3 separate regions of the Mus musculus genome follow, and all the other regions are linked to region 3. The links are chromatin contacts, called in public Hi-C maps. All regions are on one chromosome and are shown on one strand. The core of a region is the stretch at or near the end of the contact, and the rest is flanking DNA. Distances in the headings are between cores, read along the strand shown.

What was found. A called contact is a pair of places that touch in the nucleus more often than the background predicts.
Region 1: a Hi-C map of uterus shows a contact between it and region 3, with 5 times the contacts expected there. The contact joins two enhancer-like sites. A contact is called at or near these places in 1 of 39 promoter capture datasets (the 3T3-L1 cell line), 11 of 484 Hi-C or Micro-C datasets (the 3T3-L1 cell line, 3T3-L1-derived adipocytes, embryonic fibroblasts and 4 more) and 1 of 115 datasets of contacts at active chromatin or transcription factors (heart atrium).
Region 2: a contact with region 3 is called in a Hi-C map of uterus, with 2.0 times the contacts expected there. The contact joins two enhancer-like sites. A contact is called at or near these places in 6 of 484 Hi-C or Micro-C datasets (the HL-1 cell line, nephron progenitors and uterus).

The regions. Positions count from the first base shown.
Region 1 is chr16:86,881,246-86,884,277 of GRCm38.p6, forward strand. No RefSeq gene overlaps it. Among named protein-coding and RNA genes, the nearest start is that of Gm32624, 66 kb to the left of the region's middle. Within about 2 kb of position 1,481, at least 25 of the 459 cell types and tissues checked have an H3K27ac peak or open chromatin away from gene starts, as enhancers often do. A contact at or near this core is called in uterus, where this site is marked.
Region 2 is chr16:86,825,511-86,828,210 of GRCm38.p6, forward strand. Gm32624 (predicted gene, 32624) reads left to right here. Exons shown (of 3, transcript NR_169090.1): 2 at 2,492-2,584. Among named protein-coding and RNA genes, the nearest start is that of Gm32624, 10 kb to the left of the region's middle. Within about 2 kb of position 1,336, at least 6 of the 459 cell types and tissues checked have an H3K27ac peak or open chromatin away from gene starts, as enhancers often do. A contact at or near this core is called in uterus, where this site is marked.
Region 3 is chr16:86,693,217-86,696,143 of GRCm38.p6, forward strand. No RefSeq gene overlaps it. Among named protein-coding and RNA genes, the nearest start is that of Gm32461, 110 kb to the right of the region's middle. Within about 2 kb of position 1,390, at least 33 of the 459 cell types and tissues checked have an H3K27ac peak or open chromatin away from gene starts, as enhancers often do. A contact at or near this core is called in uterus, where this site is marked.

The DNA of each region.
Region 1 (3,032 bases), core at 231-2,730, 190 kb after region 3:
TTACATATTTTTATATACTGTCAATGTTAGTATTCAGCCTTCACAATGATATTTTCCCCTGGCCATAGGTACTATGTTTTATTATAGATATTTATTTTATTTTAGGAAAGCTGATGTTAACATAGTTTAGCCTTCACATAAAAGCTCAAATGAAGTAGTGCTCCAAATGATGTCTGTTAGAAATTTAAATGTTAAAGCAATTTCAAAACTTTTCTTAACAAGCAGATTCACTGCTAAATCACAAGACAGGTTCATTAAAAGACGATTAGTAATTTATAAAATATATAGTAACAATAAAAATAGTCACTAAAACTTCTATATTTTTTAATTGTGGTAAAAACTGGCATAGTAGGGTTTTCTTAATATGCATTCTTTGCTTCCTAACACTTGAAATTGTCGTAAAATTTAGAGAACATGTAGGATTTCCCCAATTCTTATTAGTACATGCTAGCTACTTTTTAGTAACTTTTCTAAATTTTGAGCACCCTGAGTTAAAAGGTTTTGAAAAGTCATTCTGCCACCTTGCGTTCCGTACTGTCAAGGCAGTTTTGTGCTTCTGGGAAACCACGGGAAATTTTCTGCCAACAGGGAAGTCTTAATTCTGAATCAGAATTCTAGAATCATCCTGGACTCCTCTGCCTGTATTATTGTTTCCAAGTTTTCATGAACCTATCACAGATATTTGTAACTCAATATATTCTTATGCCAGAGTACGGATTCAATTCTCATTATTTTTACTAAGATTTTGAAAGACAAATAACAAAACTTTAATTGAAACCATATGTGATTCTGTAAAAAAAAAAATGTTTTCTTACATATTCTTAACTGAATGACTAATTGATACATGAAAGTATACATATTGTATACTTTTTTAATGAAATATAAACAAAGAAAAACAAGCTTATATTTTAAATACTTCTTTTGTGTAAGTGGTGAACAACTTGTGTGTGTGTGTGTGTGTGTGTGTGTGTGTGTGTGTGTGGTGTGGTGTGTTTTGAACTCAGAAAACTAGAAAAAGCAAAACTCCAAAATTCCATAAAAGAAAAGAAAATAATACAAAAACCCAATGATAACAAAGGATTGTTGTAAATCAAGTTGAACATCAATAAATAGCCTCTCAAACCTACTTTATTGTGAGAACACAGTATGTAGTCTCAAGGCTATTGATGCAGGGCATCTTCATAATGGTTGACCTTGCTTTCTTAGGCATTTCTTTCCTTGATACGGAGACTCCTGAACTTTTTGTATTTCATTCTGTTCTTGAAAGTCATTGAAGGACTACATCAGAAATGTATAGATATGACAGTTGGGGTTGTAGGGAAAAGGTGGTTACGGTACTAGTCATAATCTTAAAGGGCCTTTTCCCTCCTCTTTCAGGGGGACTTTTAACTTACCACAAAATAACTGATTTGTGTGACTACAATCCCTCTGAGGAAATGATCAATGTGAACGGTGTGCTACTGCCATCTTGTGTCCGAAAAGAGTCCCTCAGTTTCTGTAGCATGCTAGTTGGAGTGAGGAATTCAGAAATGTTCTGAAACTAGCCTTCAGGCTTTTGCAGTAGAATGTAGGAGGGAGAACTTTAGGCTGTGGGTCTCACGAAGCAGCTGTTAAACCCAGAACGCATGACATTCTTGAAGCTGCCAGGGTGTGCATGACTTAACCTGCTCCCCTCGGACTTTTACTCTGAGATGATACTTTTAAAGTTTCGAGCAAAAATTGGAAGTCAGAGAAAGCAACAGATGAAGGCAAGAGAATAACACTTTATCACTAGAAACTACATGGAATTTTCAAATGTTAGAGCCATAACATTTTTCTCTAAGTCTTAGTGTATTAATCCAATATAGTCAGTCAATGCTTCAAAACTTGGGGTGCTTGAATTTAGAAAAAAAATCTTAAAGCCATCAACACTTTCAAAATCCTTTAATTCATTACATTACATCAAAAGAATTCTCAGCATTATGACTGTTAAATATCAGGCCAAGTTGCTGAGAGGATTTCACTATTGTACATAAATATCCAAAAGATGACCTTAGTACTTAGCTATTCTCAAAATCTACGCAATGTAAGAACAATCATGAATATTAGAAAGAGCACAGGAGTGACCCAGTGCTAATCTGCCAACCCAGCATGAACTTTCAGCATCCTCAAAACGCCAAGTACATCAAAGAGAATTCCTCACTCTGGAGAAATAAATGTGTCCTGAATCTCAGTGGAGAGACCAAGTATCACACTACTTCATCACCCAGAACTGAATCTACAAAATTATCTCAGCTATAGAAGCAACACCAGGTATTATGGGAGTATGTCCAGTCATCCCGTAACTTCTGTGACTGAAGGAATCTGAAGTAATCTTTTGGCTGAGAACTGGTCTTGGCTTTGCATTTGAAATCATAGGCAGTGATAGGCTGGTTTTCAGGCCAGGCACCGCCCACTGATGGATGCTTCTGCCTGGCTGCAAGCTGATCATCTGCAGATGGAGAATTGGGTCTCTGTTATCATCATTTCTTTTATCTGAAATCAATCTACTCTTGTTTTTAGACTTTGATCCTATAGTCAGCCTCCTATAAGACAGGCTTTGCCAGCACATCTATACAAAGATGAACTGCTAATGGGAGCCTCAGCTAAAATAACATGCACGGGTTTCCAGGCTGACTGTGACCCATCGATCCTTCCCTTAGCAAACATGTCTGACGTCAGGACCCCTGTACCTGTGCAAGTCCTTGCCAGAGAGGAGGCTAACAGGCAGAGCTGGCATGGACGTTAGGCTGCATTGTTCTAGTCTTGCCCATCTGATATTCCCGTCTGAGAGGAAGAGCTGTAGGAACTGATATAACTTTGGAAAGCCATACTTCCTTCCACTTCATGGTTCTTGACCAATGAAAACAAAGCACCACCAGCGGCAACACCAGATTTGCTTAGAAATCACAATAACAGACTAAAGCATACAGAGTTTTTCTTGTGGACATTGCCAGCACATTACCCAGCCAAGTCCACCCTTCTCTGAGAAATCGGTAAATTTCCCTCAGTGC
Region 2 (2,700 bases), core at 86-2,585, 130 kb after region 3:
TTCTTTAAAAATGTCAGGTGTCTGATTCCATCACATGGAGTTGGCTTTCCATCCAATCAGAAAGTGACTGGTTACTCCCATTACATTTTGCTGCTACCATAACAATCACTGTTGTCACTTTCAGAGTTCATGGCTTAGTGAGACTGGGGCTTACTTTTCTCCTACAGCAATGTGTGTAGCACCTTAGAAACTAGCTGATAGGAATGAAGCTACTAAGTGAGTACCCGTTCAATTTCTAGATGGTAGGAAGTCTTACTATAATGTGGGCATTGCATTCTGTGAGCTGAGTCCTGTACTGAATGAAAACCAGAGAGAGGAGAGAGAGAGAGAGAGACAGAGAGAGAGAGAGACAGAGACAGAGACAGAGACAGAGACGGAGACGGAGACGGAGACGGAGACAGAGACAGAGACAGAGACAGAGACAGAGACAGAGACAGAGACAGAGACAGAGAGAACCTATTGCTCTCTGCTTATAGAAAATGGGTCCAATGTGAGCAGCTGTCTAGAACTTCTTCTACTTCAATTTCTCCATAATAATGAATTGTAACCTGAAGCTATAAGCTATAATAAATCCCTTCTCCCTTAAGTAGCTATTGCCAGAGTATTTTATTACAGTAACTGGAAATGGAACTCAGACATATGCAATACACTTGTAATCACAAAGCATGTGTTGTTGCTTGTTTGTGAACTATTCCGTGGTGCACACTCAGAAAGTACAGCCTGTTTTTCTGCATGATTATTGAACTGATCCTTCTGATACTTTTATAATTGATGACACGATAATTGCATAACAAATAAACAGACATTAGGAGCAGAAATTATTCCAGATTTCATAAAAATAGACTCTCAAATTTTATGTAACACTAATAAATGTGTTCAGTAAAGTAAAGGAATGGAAATATTGGCTGTGATTTAGTAAAGTGACTTATTTTAAAAATGTGGTTTTTTCTAAAAATATATTCAAATTATTTTATTATTTCATTTATATGAGTTATTTTGCCAGCAGGTATGCAAGTATGTGCACCCCATGCATGCCTGGTGACTAAGTGTGTGAGAATAAGGGATTAGATTTCCTAAGGCTGTAGTTACAAACAGTTGTGAACCACCACATGGGTACTGAAAATGAAACCTGGACTCTCTAATAAAGCAACAAGGACTCTTAACCACTGAGCAAACTCTCCATCACCAAAGCTTCTTTTAAAGCTTTAATTTCTGTTGTAAATTAAGTAACTAACTGCACAGACAACAAACATGTAAACGGCAGTGGAGTGTTATGATTTGATTGTGAAATGTCCCACATCATCTCACGTGTTGGAACACTTAGTCCACAGCTGGTGGCCAGGTTTAGGGAGGTCATAGGAGTTAGAGAATATGCAGCCTGACTGGAGTCCATGAATAACCTAGTGTGGGCCATGAGTCTTTATAGACAAACAGACCAGCATCCTGTTCATTCTCTTTCCTGAGTACAAATGCAATCGGACGAGCCAGCCTCCTGCCTTTCCTGCTTGCACACCTATATAGAACATCCCTGCCACCTGTAAAACTTCCCATGTAACTCTTCAAGCCATGACCTCACTGTGGTGTGATCACGAGAAAGCACTGATCTGGGTTTTAAAGCTTTAAAGGTTTATCTTCCTCTAGAATAGTATGTGCATGGAATTACCCAGCATGCATTGCCAGGCTTCTGGGACCTATTCATGTCTCTGCACATATTAATCCTTTGTGCATATGAAAACACTGTAGTAGGCTAATTAATATTGCTTTTGGTTGTTTTTTTAGACAGGCTTTCATGCAGCCCAGTCTGCCCTCAGACTAACTATATAGTTGATGATGACATGGCTCTTACCACATTTCTTATAAAGTATGAATACCTTTTATATTGAAAGCTGAGCTGTCTGCTTGCCTTATCTTTCTGAGTGTTGTGTTCACAGGCATGCAGCATTTTGCCTAGCTCCTGCAGAGTTATCAGACTCAGGACTTCTTAATACTAATTGACTGACTGACACAGCCCATCACTACATATTCTAAATTTCCTATTCATATAAACAGAGATATTTCAACAGGATATATATATATATATATATATGTATATATATATATATATATATAATATTTAAATAAATATTTTAAATGATTTCAGTTGCAACTCACAGCAACTGAATGAGTTAGTGCTGTGATAAAATACCCAATGAGGGCAAGTTAAGAGAGAGAGGATATATATTAATGCACAGTTCCAGTGTACAGTCCACTGTGGCAGTGAAGCTGTCTTGTGACTTGAGACAGCTGATGATATTGTGTCTGTAAACAATAAGCACAGGGAAATGAATGTGCTTGCTCAACTAGCTTTCTCTTTTTTTATTCATTCTTGGATTCCAGCCAACGATATTATGCCTCCAACTTTTAGAGTGAATCCTAACACCTCAAATAACCTGACAGCTATTCTCTCACAGGAATGACCAGAGTTTAACATAATCTAAATAATCCCTCACAGGTGCACCAGGAGGCTTGTCTTGGAAGAGATTCCAGACCCTGTCAAACTGACAGGAACCATCACACTTCTCTCGATTACAATTAATGGATTCTGGTAAGTCACTGATAAGAGAAATGAGAAGAGGAGCTACAAATGAAACAGAGGGTTTAGGATGTGCAAGTTTGAAAAAGCACATAGAATAGATGGAGAATCTCTAAACAAATAAGAAA
Region 3 (2,927 bases), core at 140-2,639:
CAGAATTTCTTGTTATAACTGGCTTCATAGAAGTATACAACAGAGGTGACAGGAAGACGAGAGTTATACAACATCACTGATGACACTTGGTATTAGTCAGACTCAATAAAGGGGTTGCCTTCTCTAAATGAATGAAGATAAATGATTTATAAGGAGTTCTAATGTTGTATTAGTCAGGGATTTCTAGAGTTACAGAACTTATGGAATATCTCGTTATATTAAAGGAAATTATTGGAATGACTTACAGTCTGGAGTCTTAACTAACCCATTAGTGGGCACTTTGAATGGAAATCCAAGAATCTAGTAATTGCTCACTCCCACAAGGCTAGGTGTTTCAGCTGGTCTTCTGTACGAACAGGAATCCTGAAGAAGTAGGTTCCAACAGATGTGCTGGGAAGTAAACACAAACAGGCAGTGGAAAAGGAAGCCTTCATTATGTAGGCCTCTACCAGAGCATATGGCCCAGATTAAAGGTGTGTACCACCATGTCTGAACTTAAGCTATTCTTTACTTGGAATTTGCTCTGTCTCGTGCTCTTCTTGAACTCAGAGATCTGCTCGCCTCTGTCTCCTGTCATTAAATGTGTATACCCACCTTGCCAGGGCCTAAGGTTTTCGTAGTTACTATGTCAAGATCCAGATCACAAGCCTCAAGATCTGCAATACAGGTGTGCCCTACATTTCTGGATTGTAGTTCATTCTAGATGGGGTCAAGTTAACAACTAGGAATAGTGATCATAGAGGTATAAGTCAGATTTTAACTATGGTATACATGGGAAGAAAGTACATACAATCATAAATAAGATAACAAAGAACAAACTTCAAAGGAACATTACAAAATATAATTTACCTATCAAAAAGATCTTTAAAATGTCACCAATGAGAAAGTTTATGAGACCAGGAAAAAAAAAGGAACATTTTTAAATACATCGTCCATCTTCTTCATTCATTTTATTATTTCCGCATTTATTCATTCATGACACAAATATGTGGTAATGTCCTCTCTTAAGCCTCTAGGCTTTTATTAAACAAAGTAACTGTAACCACGAAGAGGCAAATATTTCATTCTTTGCTTCATGATGTTTACAATTTAATAGCACAAATTATACCCTTAAAAAAAAAAACCAATTGACTATAACCCTGGTAATAAAGACACCAACAATGTTTACATAATTCGTAAGTGAAAAAAAAAAACTATATGTAACAAAGATTAATGTAACATAAAATAATTAAATAAAGTGCATAGATGCATTCAGTTATTTAATCAAATAAGCTTAATTTAGGGCTTTGTTGTATCCCTAGGTTCATTCTAAATCATTAGGCCAATGCATAAACCATGTTCTAACAAAAACAGATGGTCCCCAGCACACAGGGCCACTCCATCTGCTCTGTAGTTCCACATGGGAATGGCTTCCTTTTGCTTACCAGCCCATCCCTGGTTCCAAGAAAACATGAGCCTCTTAAGGTCGAAAATCTAGTGGCTTGCAAGTCAGCTGGCAGTGTTTCTGCATTTTTAAGCAAGCTTGGATATCGTGGGGAGCTTAGTGTTCACTCTGAAACTGACCCTTCTGAGCCAAGTTCAGAGCAGTGCGAGTTATCAAAGCTGACAGGCTTTTGGCAAGTTGTTGAAGACTTTCAGGCCAGGATCCTTTCCAAACTCAGATGGGAACAATTAGGATAAATAATAGTTCTTGAAATGGCTAGTTCTTACTATGCCTTTTAAATGTATTTAGTGTGCAATAATGGAATTTATAGCTTATCTATAGCACACTATCTATTCAAAAGAAAACAGGATCTAATTGAAAGGTGAGACAGCCTTGAGAATTGCTAACCAAGAGTTGGGACAAAAATAACAAAGAGGTATTTTAAAAACCCTTACTTTTAAGATTTTATAAGACATAACTAAGTAATATACTATATATATACACATATATATCCTTTATATAAGTAATATACTATATATATATATATATATATATATGTATCCCCTAAACTTGTACCCCAACACCAAAAGCAATATTTAGGAAACCTTGTTCAAACATACTACATAGACAAAACACATACAGACACACAATTAAGGGATTATGACTACCCCTGCCCCAATAATCAAAGCTTTTGTTAGTATGCAATACAGACTTCTAAAGCTAGGAAAATATTGAGGATACACACATGATATTGGTATGCAACAAATTCAAGACACAGAATGGATGCAAACAAGAGAGCAACAGGAGATGCAAACCTTCTATATCAAGAATAACTCACTTGGTGTTGCTAATCTCTTGACTTCCTGCAGACTTGCTTTTGCTTTTCTTGGTTGTTTTACTTTATCTGTCCTAAGGGCAGAGAAATACAACGATCTCATGGTTGACATTCCAAACTTGGCCTATTAAAAAAATAAGGCTTTGACCCAATTAGTTGCAAGTAGAGTCATTAAACTATCGTAACACCTCTTCAGTGATTTTGTCAGCTTGGTGTTCTCGAACTTTTAACAAGAAAGATTATTGTTTATAATTATGCCTGAATTTTTAAGCTGGGTTAAAATGTTATTTATTTAAAGTTATAAGTACAGCTATATTTTCTACATATTAATAATTAGTTTTTGTGTGGTTTTTGCAGATATATTTTATCCATCATATGAATATCTTTATTGGTATAAAATGATAGTAAAAAATGTTTGAAGAGTATAGGGAAGTGATTTGTATTTCATATATACAAAGAGCTTCTTGATGACATGTAAGTGATCTGGTTGTGATATCAGTCACCCTATTGATTGTCACGGTTAAGTCTGTTGATATGTTTAGATAAGTGGTAGACCCTTCTCTTATTGCTCCATGCCTACCCTCTCAATGCACAAGCTTTGTTGAAGAATATCTTCTTATCTGAGCAGAGGACAATTCGATTCTTTAGAGTGAGAGTAGCTTTAAAATA